Linked DNA regions of Mus musculus: region 1 is linked to region 2. A link is a contact called in public promoter capture Hi-C data. All regions are on one chromosome and are shown on one strand. Each heading gives the region's core, a stretch centred on a gene start, on an enhancer-like site or on the middle of the called end of the contact. The rest is flanking DNA. Distances are from core to core; before and after follow the strand shown.

What was found. Capture Hi-C pulls out chosen DNA fragments and counts their contacts.
Region 1: a contact with region 2 is called in a promoter capture Hi-C map of liver. The contact joins the promoter of Colca2 here to the promoter of Layn in region 2. A contact is called at or near these places in 14 of 39 promoter capture datasets (the 3T3-L1 cell line, cranial neural crest, embryonic stem cells and 7 more), 4 of 484 Hi-C or Micro-C datasets (all in embryonic stem cells), 2 of 115 datasets of contacts at active chromatin or transcription factors (astrocytes and embryonic stem cells) and 3 of 9 other capture datasets (adipose tissue, liver and pancreatic islet).

Annotation. Positions count from the first base shown.
Region 1 is chr9:51,274,768-51,280,153 of GRCm38.p6, forward strand. It overlaps Colca2 (COLCA2 homolog), which reads right to left and starts at 3,787. Exons shown (of 5, transcript NM_001195681.1): 1 at 3,573-3,787; 2 at 2,829-2,923. The coding sequence starts at 2,888. It overlaps Gm32819 (a long non-coding RNA gene), which reads left to right. Exons shown (of 9, transcript XR_003948163.1): 2 at 1,196-2,472; 3 at 2,584-2,625; 4 at 2,771-5,386.
Region 2 is chr9:51,073,866-51,079,556 of GRCm38.p6, forward strand. Layn (layilin) reads right to left here and starts at 3,229. Exons shown (of 8, transcript NM_001033534.1): 1 at 3,021-3,229; 2 at 2,457-2,480; 3 at 1-280. The coding sequence starts at 3,105.

The DNA of each region.
Region 1 (5,386 bases), core at 2,537-5,036, 200 kb after region 2:
GACGGGGAGCTCACCACTCCTCTCTGGGGTTGCAGGGGTAGACTCACTCCTGTTCTCTGGGCCACTGCAAGCACCGCACAGCCAGCCACTGCTCAAACAGGAGGTGTGTTAATTTTGAAAACGATCCATGCTGTAATGTCATGAACCAGGAAGCTGGAGGCCTTTACCAGCTCTTTATGCAAATATTTGGCTGCAGCTTGAGCTGGAAGACTTGGAAGGAGGGCTTATTATTATTTTTTTTTAAATCTGCTTCATTGTAGAGCTTGCTTTTAACCCCCTGCTTCCCCCCATTGGCCTGTTTGCTTGCTCCCCAGTAATCCTGTTATCTCCTGGACGTGTGTTTACAACGTCCTAATTGATATTATCTTCCTGGCTCTTGGTGGTTCCCTTTTTGCCTTGCTCCCAGAATACAAAGAATGGTGCCTCTCTTATTTCAAACAGCACACACATCTACAATCGACAATATATAAAAATGCATTAAGCCTATTAAAACAAAACAAAGGAAAACCAGTGGTTAAAAAGAAGAAAGGTAAATTTTATCTTTAGATAAGCACCAACTCGAGTTTCTCTTTACTCCAAGGGCAAAGAAGTGGTGTGTGTGTGTGTGTGTGTGTGTGTGTGTGTGTGTGTGTGTACTGATAAGGCTGAAATAAAAATTTAAAATAACTGTACCAGTCTGACACATATACTTTCTTCTGCTACAACTTGAGACTTAGATATCTACCTCAATCTATAACATGATTAGCTTCTTAAAGTTTCAAACAGTTATTATTCTGACTTCATAGCCAATGAAGGCAGATTTACTCTTGCTTTGCAGTGTTTGGCACAATTAATTCTCTCTTGGATTACTGTTTCCCAGAGATGTCTTTAATGTTGGACCAAGTTGGATATAGTCTCTGTTAAACTAGAAAGGTCTGCCTGGAGCAGGCATACATTATTCTCCCTGGGGTGCTATCTATCACCCTTGCTGACTGGGTACACTGTGTAGCAGTCCCAGAATTCCAAAATCCTTCTGTTTGCTCTCAGAAAGAGATTTTACATCTGGGTCTCCTACTGAAATTCTATGTACATGACTCCTGTGAGCTGGAAGGGGCGGGGATGAGAACTTTCTAGGAAGCACAGTAGGGCATATCCCAGAAAGCAGCGTTATGTTCTTAATAGACATTGGTTCTGAAGGCTTGCTTCATTCTCACAGGGAACTCAGAAAATGGCAAATGAGACTTCTCTCAAGATCAGAGCCTGGTCAAGTACTGAGATGCAATCCTTCCTCTTGCCCTGTACTCTGCTATGAGCCAAGGGTGGTCACACCAATTCTAAGAACCCAACAGCCACAGGATTGCTTTGCCTAAGTGGGATGCTCTGGGTATGGCTGAAGCCGAGTTCTGCAAGTACCAAGCTCCTGGTCCTCGTTTTATTAATGGTATAGTTATGAACTACTGAGGTTATTAAACTCCTGTTAGTATGATCGGCTCTGTAGAAAGATGAGTTTAGAGAGCCAATACTGAAAAATAAGATGATCTTGTTTCTACCTTTAGCCTGTTTCTAACTTCAAGACTTTGGATCTTAGCTGTCATGAGGCATACAGATTTCTGATCTCTTCATGTCATCTGATCATTACAATCAAATGAAATAATGAATATACAAAGGTACTTTGAACAAAGAATCACTGAAAATCCACCTTAGTATTATAAGAACATTCTACTGTTGCCTGATATTCTGCAAATGGGGACAACTAATTTATCTAGCTGTGTGTATCAAATCATAGCAAATGTGCTTCAACTCTAAGTTCTGAGAGAAAGGTGTAATACACATTAGTGCAAACGGCCCATCCACCCTTGGTTGGAATTTACTTTAGTGATCTGTTGAGCACTCTCTGTGGAGAATGCCCCTAAACACTTATTTAGCCTTTATACAACTCTTCTTAGCTTTCAACAGAACAATTAGGGGAACAGACAAAGAAGCCTCTAGTAAGTCAATGTATCGGAGGACACGTGCCACAGAGTCACTGAGAACTAAGCCCAAGTCCTCTGGCTCAGAAACCTATCTCACCATCACTCCATAATTTCTCCCTCCTGTTGCTTGAGGTGCCAAAGTTCCATTCATGAAGTCCAACATGGAACTTGCACAGGATCACATGCTGACCAGACCAGTGAAGTCATAGATGACTGGAATCCTGTCTGATCCTCCCTCCACACCTACACCTACCCACAAGCACTAACAGTGTCACGTGTAGAAGGCTCTTCAAATTGAACTCTCTCTCGGTGGACAAGCACGCCTAGTTTACATGGTTCTGCAGCTGCCCCAAGCACTTGGGTTATAAATGTGAGGTGTCAGAGTGTCTTATGACTACCCAGATCAGTTCTGTCATAGTTCTGTGTATTCCAGAGAGAGAGGCCTTTTCTTCCAGAGACTTCCAGTGACTGCTGGTTTTTCATATACATGACCTCAGAGCCTAAATTACAGAGAAACTAGGTGGGTTTCTGGGAGATAATTTTTTTTCAATGAGTTTGTTGGGGCTGTATCTATACTCTCTTAACACTATAAAAACATATTTAACCTGTTGGCTGCCTCTCTTCCTTGCAGAGGACCAAGAAGCCTTCCCCACTCAGCTATGAGCAGTGAGAGGTGAGCCTCCCACAGTCCTGAGCCCTACACCATGTCCCACAGGTTTTGGTGGCTGCCTATGGTGACCTGGGAAGTTGGGGACAGATGTAAGAATCCCTGAACAGGGCTGTGCTTATGGGTGGCCTCTGCATCTTCCCTGACACAGGGCTGAACGAAGCCTTCGATGGACTGGGAGGGACAGAGACGGAGAGGGTGGTGCTTACGTTTGCCCCTGAGGTGGCCTGGTGTGCCCTTCTTTGCTGCAGAAGCTCTTTCACGGTCATCTTCACACGGACGCCTTGATACACCTTAGGTTTTTCTGGGGAGAGGCAACAGGGTTAGTGGTCAGTTTCAAAGCTTGGGTGTCAAGGGGATACAGTGAGGGTTCCCTTGGTAAGGCTAGGATACCCAAGGCCAAGTTTCTACCTTTGCAGAACACACGAAGAGAATGAAAAAAGAAAAAGAAAAGAAAAAAAAAGAAGAAGAAGAAAAAGAAAGAAAAGATAACGTTAAAAAATACCCACATTTCTCAAACTAGAAAAGGTTAAGCACAGGCAGGTGCTTCAGGGTCCTAGTGGGAACAGTATCTGTGGGCATCTATGAAATTATTCATCCCTAGCTGGGCCCCATCCTCAGGACAGTACCAGCTGTTCTGCTCTGGAATGTGGAGGGAGGTCAAACAAGCCTGCTATTTTGGCTACGATATTAAATCTGGGGTTCCGGCTCAGCTTGTGGATCTGGGGTGCTCTCTGTTTCCAACTGATCTCGCGGACCTCACCATAATGTGAACAACAGCCCCTCTCCCCATGCCCCCCGCCCCACTGTATTCCTCTATCAATCCAGGCATGGCTTCTGGGGAAGTACAACCTTTATTTGTGGTGCCCTTGGTCTGGAAGCAAGCCCTGAAACAAGCGACAAGCTACAGGGGTCGGGGCAGTCAGTCTGTCCTGGCCCTGTTAAGGACTTACTGCACTGACCCCAGAAAAGGAGCCAAGATCGGGAAATAGTCTCCTGTCGGTCCTTTCTCTTTTTCAAAAATGTCTTTTCTTCCTCACCCCCTTCCTCCCTCTAGTCTCCGACTCTGTCGCTCTCTTCATCTCTTCCCACCCCCTCCCTTTCCGGTGCAGGCTTTTGGAGAACTGAGCTGTGGAGAGTTCTCCAGCAAGAGCTGCAGCTCTGGAGTAATGGCATCCCGAGGCTCCCTAGGACCGCGCAGTCGCCTAGAGGCAGCCCTCCGGAAGGGGCCGCCCCTGAGCCGGCAGAGCTGGGCCGGGAGACCTGGGAGAGCCCAAGTAGCCGGCTGTGCTAGGCGGGGGTCGGCTGGGAGGGACCGGTGACCGCCTGGGGTCCCGGCAGAGCGCAGTGAGTAGGTCTGACTGGTTGTTAGGCCAGGCTAGACCCGGCAGAGGCACTTTCCGAATAGAGTTTGACTTAGAAGCCCAGTGTGACTCCCACCCGACCTTGACCCTGGAGAGAGCGCTTATTAGAATCACGGGGAGGGGCGGAGCACAGTGGCCCCTGGCCTAGGCGTTTGGAGACAGTGCCAGGCCACCAGCGCCTCGCCTGGTTAGTGTAGGGACCGCGGCTGGACAGCAGGGAGACCCCCACCCACGAGCCAGATCCTGAAAGTTAGGATCCCTAAGGAAAGTTAGTGCGCTGTTCTTCCCGGTCCTGGGCATCGGTTTGTCTTGCTGCAGTGCCAGGACGCGCCCACTCCGCTCCAGTCTCCTTTCCTCCCATCCCCACTGTCTGGGTCGGCTCTGGGATCTGCAGGCAGCGCGGGCGCGCCTCGGGGTCCACGCGGGACCAGCCCCAGCCCAGTTCCCTGCCGGGTGCGTCCTGCTCCAGTCCAGGGCTCACCGTGAGCCTCTAGCTCCCCCGCGCCGCCGCTTCTGGGCTCACAAGGTCGGCGCCTCCAAATTCCCAGGACTCCAAGGTGGAAAAGTGAAAGGGCAGGCAGGGGCGTGGGGGACTCGATTGTCCGGAGTGGCCTTATGGGTCTCTGGGCCTCTGCTCTGGGGGGCAGTCACCCAGAGGGACCCGACACAGCGGGATCGCGTCCTCTCTGGATCCATGCCCGGCCCTGACTATTATTCCCTGACTTTGTGCCTCTCTGTTATACGCAGGAAAAGCAGAGGAAATACACTCGGATCCAAGTGCCCCTGGCCCTCATGACCCGACCCCTGGAAAAGCATCTGAGTTACCCGACATCCTGGTCAGCAGGAGCTGGGCTGGAGACTGGATGCTGCAGCTTCAGAGACTCAGCACCTAGGAAGGCTCCTGTGCAGGGAGAAAGGCAGAGATGCGACATTTTTAAAGTTTCACAAAACACGAGGCAGCACCCAGGTCCCTGGATCAGGAGACACACAGAATTAATGTTTTATACCTTCGGGTATAGGTTTGAGTTTTTTCCCCCTCATGCCAAGTATTTAAAACCTCTAGAAACCCATGATTTGACAATCAATGATTGCGCGATACTTTCAATTTGAATATTCAAAGGCTTAACAAAATGGACTATCTTCTGCAGAAATCCTGCACACAGGCACCTCACAGAGAGTCCAGAGAAACAGAGAGGGAGATCCCTTTGGGTCCTGACCCTTGCTTTTCTCCTATTTTAAACATTTTGTCCACCTGCCCACAGGCAGAGCAGGTGTCCTCAAAGATGCTCTATGTTAGTGCCTCAAAGGCTGCCCTGAAGTCCCCACTGACCTAGGCTGTTCCCTGTGGACCACCTGAACCAGGTTGGACAGCCACATTGAATCTCTCTTGTCCACTCTCCATT
Region 2 (5,691 bases), core at 1,979-4,478:
CCATCTGTCCAAGCATAAAGGTCCTGGCAGGCTGTGTTATTGCTCTGTTTCTCCTCCAGCCTCTTGAGGCCAATCCAGAAGTCACCATCAGATGCCAGGAGGTTTTCAATGAACTTTTCTATCAACCTCTGCTCATCCTCTGTCTCAATGCTGACGAGCTGTCCCCCATCCTCCATGCAGGTTTCTTTGGCTTCCTCAAAGTTCAGTCTTTGAAAGGCGTCATGGAAATAAATGACTTTATAGCAAGGCCTCCGTGTTCCTCCTCGGCAGACCAGCTGCCCTAGAGAGAGAGAGAGAGAGAGAGAGAGAGAGAGAGAGAGAGAGAGGTCGGGGAGGTAGGGGAAAGAGAAAGCAACCTGTCTCAGTTCTCCATTAAAGTATACCAGAGCAGATGTACTTAGAAACATCTCAATGAAGCTTCCTCTGGGCAGGAATTCTGATTGTCCATCTTTGGACTGTTACCACTCAGGCTTTCTAGAGAAAATTAGTACTCTTTGCAACACAAAGTTAAAGTGATTTTAAATGCTGATGTCTGTATTGTGTAGGGGATCTGTGTTTTTGTTCCAGTGCAGATTGATGAAGATATTTCTATATTTTAAAATAAGTAGGAAAATATTACGGCTTCACTTGATGTGTACAAAGATGATGTTCATGCTCTTAGGGAGTCTTGTGAAATTATGGGACTTAGAATAAGAGTTGCTGTGAAGTGCTTCCTTCAGTGTAGAGGGACACTCTGACGTCAGTTGTGGATTCCTCTACCCTGAAATCCCCTGTCTATGCAGTGGAACTAACTTGCTCATCTCTGGTGAGCAGAAGCTAAGAGCTTTTGTGGGGTTTTCTGCTACTGATGGTCAGATCTCTAACCTAAAGACAATAGCTAGAGTTTATTGAACTCTTTCCATGTCCCAAGGCTATGGTCAAAGTTTTATAATTTCCTTTGGTTCTCATAACAGTCTTCTGTGTCAGGACTGTTTATGTCTCACTTTATAAGTGAGAAAACTGAAGCTCATAGTAAGTGATTTGTCATAAACTATCGGGAGCATTAGCAGAGGCAGAATCCAGATCTGAGTATTGAGTCATACCAGAACCACTGAACTGTCTTGATGGCTCCACATTCCCCTACAGACTCAGCTTGCACTGGGAGCCCATCTCTCATTTGATTGACACTTGAAGGACTGAAGACTGTTTCAGAAAAATGGATGAGATTCCACTGAGCAGCAAGTAGCAAGCTGTTCACTAGCACAGGCTGCCCTAGCTTGTATCTGGATGACTGGAGTCTTGCTGCAGCTGAAACCCATCCCAGTCACCCCTCTGTTCAGTCAGCATTTATTGGGTAAATCCCCCTCGCTTGGTGTGCTAGGTATTGAGAATACAGAAATGCCAATTCCTAACCCACAGGAGCCCACAGCATGATTCTGGATGTAAGGGTACAAAATAAAAACCAAATTTCAACAAGGAAACCAGTCCCTGTAATGAAAGAGCCAAACTTCAGGCTACAGGTGTGAATTGCTGCCATGGAAGAAGGCGTAAATGATTTTATATTGTCAGACTTTCTGGAATGTTTTAATATCCCCAAGATTTCAGCTCTGTAGAAAGCCAGACGATGGTTTTTTTTTTTTATGTCCATTAATTGTCCAGCATACAAACCAAAAGGCCACAGACAGTGCTATCTATGAGGGAGCTATACAAGATTCTCCCCAAATCTCCATGCTTTGATAAACTCTCAGTGGACAAGGAGCTGGGAGCATCCTGTACTTGCCTGCCTTGTTAGAGGTTTCTAACAGAACAGGCTCCCAGCGGATGAGAGTGCTCAGATGCTGGGCTTCTCACCGGGGAAGTGTTCCAGAGAGGAGAATGCAGGCATTGGAGGACTGCAAAGAGCCCTGAACACCCCCAAACCTGGTACAAGAGAAGCTGCAGTTGCTTTTACTAGTGGTCCCGCCTGCCTTTCCAGGCCAGACTGCCAAGAGAAAGCTTAACACCTTGATAGAGTTTCCTGTATGGTCCAGGCTGGCGGCATATGTCTAGTGTATGCTAGTGAGTTCTAGGGAGTACCAGAGCTGGAAGGAGGCCCAGGACCCATCTGGTTCCCCTGCCTTCAGGAAGTGTCTTTCTTTTCTCATTTGCAGGAAGGGGAAGGGCAGGCAGGAGGTCTCCTGTCACCAAGCACAGAGCCATGCAGCCCTAACCCTCCCAGTGGCGTCAGCAGCTCCTCTGCTTAGCCAAACACCCCCTCCCAATCCTGAAACCAAAGTTAGATTTCTTAAACCAGACCCACAAGCTAGAATACAGTGGAGATTCCAATTCTACTCCATCCCTCTTGGCCAAAGGGAACCTGATAAAAAGATACCGATCGCTCCCCGCCCACGCTCCTCCCACCCACCCCCCAACCCCCCCCCCCACCCCCGCGCCCCATGCAGACCTAGTGGAACAAGAAAGAAGTCGGACCACTGTACCTCCTCTGGGGTCCAAGTCCGAGGCTGCAGTGACACACACACAGGGAAGGAAGCAGAGAGTCACTCTTGGAGCCTGGCAGGGCTGGTTCCTGGCTAACTAGGCGCTTTCCCAATCTCCAAGCATTTCCAGGCCAGCCACCCTCCCCTCAGAGGAGAGTAACAGGTACAGTTCCCATAGCCCTGCGGATCCAGGATCGGCTGCCTCCACTAGAAGGGTCCAGGCAGCATGGCGCTCAAGGGGCACTCACTGGAAGAAGTTTGCCAACTGCCCCACCCAAGCTACATCCTCCTCACCCCTTAGTAACCCCGGGGAGAGAACTGACTTCCAGCGTTGCGGATACCTAGGGTGGCCCCAGGAACTGGAGCTGGTTGCATTTTTGCTCCCTGGAAGCAGAGAATTCAAGAAGGCTGATTGGGTCCGGGGTTGGATCTGGGGATTGCCCCACTACATAAAGGGGCCAGGGTGCAGTGACCCTGAAGACAGTCCTCAACTGCTGAGGTTTACTGGGTGCATCAACCCCAGGTGCTCTGGCACCAGCCCTCTCCCCCAGGACACACACTCACCGCTCAGCAGGCGACCCTTCGAATCCCTCGGTTTGGCCAGCAGCACCGCCAGCAACATAGCCTGCAGCGCTGCTCCCGGCTGCATGGCTGGACTCCAGTGCCTCCCGACACCCTGGGACTAAGGCAGAGAAGTGGGCAAGTAGACGACTGCGTTTGAGCAACTGCAACCAAGGCAGCTGCATCTCCCAAGGATCCACAGACCCCGCACTGGGCGGAGTCCGGGAGGGCTCTGAGTCGTTGGTTGCCCATCCACCCCCTGGGACGTCACTGCGGGGGAAGGCAGCCCCTTGGGCTGGCCCGCCCCCAACGTCTAGTGCTCTGGACTCCAGAAACTGCTAACTCAGGGGGAGTAGCCAACGGAAGGGGCCGCTCTTTGCAGAGAGCCGCCCAGGGAGATTCTGAGTTTGCCTAAGAGAAAAATCCCACTAGTTTTTGAACTCCCAGAAGGTGGAAAGCGGGTACTGTACTTTCAAACAGTATAGCCTCTTGCCCTCATCACTACCCAGCTCTAGTGGGCTAAAGTAGCAAAACCCCTACTTACACCACAGTAAGCGTCAGACCAGGGCAGCACCTGGGAAAGAACTTGAGCAAGGGAGGAACAGATTCTCAAGCAGGCAGTGTGTCTACTGACTAGAGGCATTTCAGACTTGGCCTGAGGGAGACCTCCAGCAGAAGCTAGAGTATTCCAGATCTCAACCAGAAAGACACTTTGCTTTGTGTAGGGCACATATTGGAAGATAGGAGTGGTTTAGTGGAGTTCAGCTTTTGGTGGACAGAAAAATGACTCCCGTTGCAAAGAATGATCCTATTCTTCCTATGGAAGCTTTCATAACCAACCCAAGTGTATGCTCCCCTTTACACTCCCACAGTAGTTGTGTTTACATGTGTGTTCTCAAATACATTCGCACAGTAGATCCAGTCTCCCATCGAAAATCTATGAAGTAGAAAGCTGAGAGTTCATTGATCTTTCCGGTATACTATGGTATTGCGAAGCGTAGCAGAAACCACATCTCGGTTACTGCCTTCTGGATTTTGGTTCCAGTTTGCTTCTGTTTTCCTGTTTATCCAGCTTTTCAGCAGAGCAGTCAGAAAAGCAGAGAAGGGGCCCTGAGAAATGGACCAGTGGTTAAGAGCAGTCATTACTCTTGCATAGGACTGGGTTCAATCCCAGCACCGGGCAGTGGCTCACAATCAACTGTAACTCCAGTTCCAGGGATCTCCTGTCTTCTTCTGGCCCAGAGGCACGAGGCTTGCATGTGATGCACATACATACATACATACATGCTGGGAAAACACCCACAACACATAAAATGCAAATAAATAAATCTTTTAAGAAACGAAGCAGAGGTGCTTCCACACTCTTGACACACTTGTTCTAAACAGGCCTGAGATAAAGCAGGAGTAGGGATGGATCTGTCTTAGCTCCAGCTGAGAACAGAGCAGGAGCTGTGTGATTACAGAACCCCGGCACCAACAGGTGGGGACTGGCAACCCTTTCCTGTGTTCCGGTTAGACTATCTCACACCAACCATTCTCTCTAGACTGTCTCCCCAGCAAAGCAACTGTGGTGGTGGTGGGACACAGAAGTGGCACCTGATGGTCTGCTTGAAACGCTGCATTTCCTTGGTGTCTGTGTGTCCGTTGGCAAGTCATTTTATTCATTATATATCTTGATGGCATTAATAATTGCCATAACAGTTTTGTGATGGTTTGCCGAGGCAAATATGTATGAAAATGTGCAGTTATACTTGACTTAATGTCATCTTAAATAATTTATTTCTAATATTACAAGATCTGTTTCACTTATGAAACTACCACATTGCTTTAAATAATTGTGTCTTCAGTTCTCCCTTTGACACTCTGACTTTGGTCCATATCGGGGCTTTGTTAGCAGATGCAATTAACTGAGTGTAGTGGCTTACAGTAATGACCCCAATACTTCCCACCTCCCAGGATACATATTCTTTATTATGCTAATAGAGTTCTCTTTACTAAAAAAGTAGAATGTTTCCCTAGGCCGTGAGAGTTATTAATCAATGGAATAAACCAGGACTTGGAGCCCACAGCAGAAAACCCCTTTCCTGTTCTTATTCTCTTTCATCGTCTGACTCTCTGAGAGGAGCAGGCCTCAGATATCCTACTGGTTCATGAGTGTCCCCAAGAGGGTGGTATGTGATGCAGTCCATTGGCAGAGTGCTTCAAGTAGCCTGGAATCAGATCAGTCAGAACCTGAGCTGACCTTGTATGAGCTCCAAAGATTGCTTTAGAACTCTTTGTTAAGTGGTCCTGTTGTAGTAAGAACTACCTGTTATTCCTGGCAACTCAGGCATGTGCCACTGTGGGAGGGCTAGTTGACAAGAAAACTCATAATGCGTTATTTTCCTTGGTAAAATTTCTTTGGCCCAGGATCCATTCCTCAGCTTGATGAGCTCAAAGTTAATTAAAAAACCAGTTAAAATGCTTTTTTTGCACTTTGGAATATTCACACATATATAATGAGATATTTTGGTGATAAGACCCAATTTCAAACCCAGAATTGTTTCCTATACATCTTATAACACAGTCTGAAAGTAATGTTCTATAATACAATTTCTGTGCTTTGTATGTGTGGTACATGTATGTATGCATTTGTGTGTGTGTGTGTGTGTGTGTGTGTGTGTGTGTGTGTGTA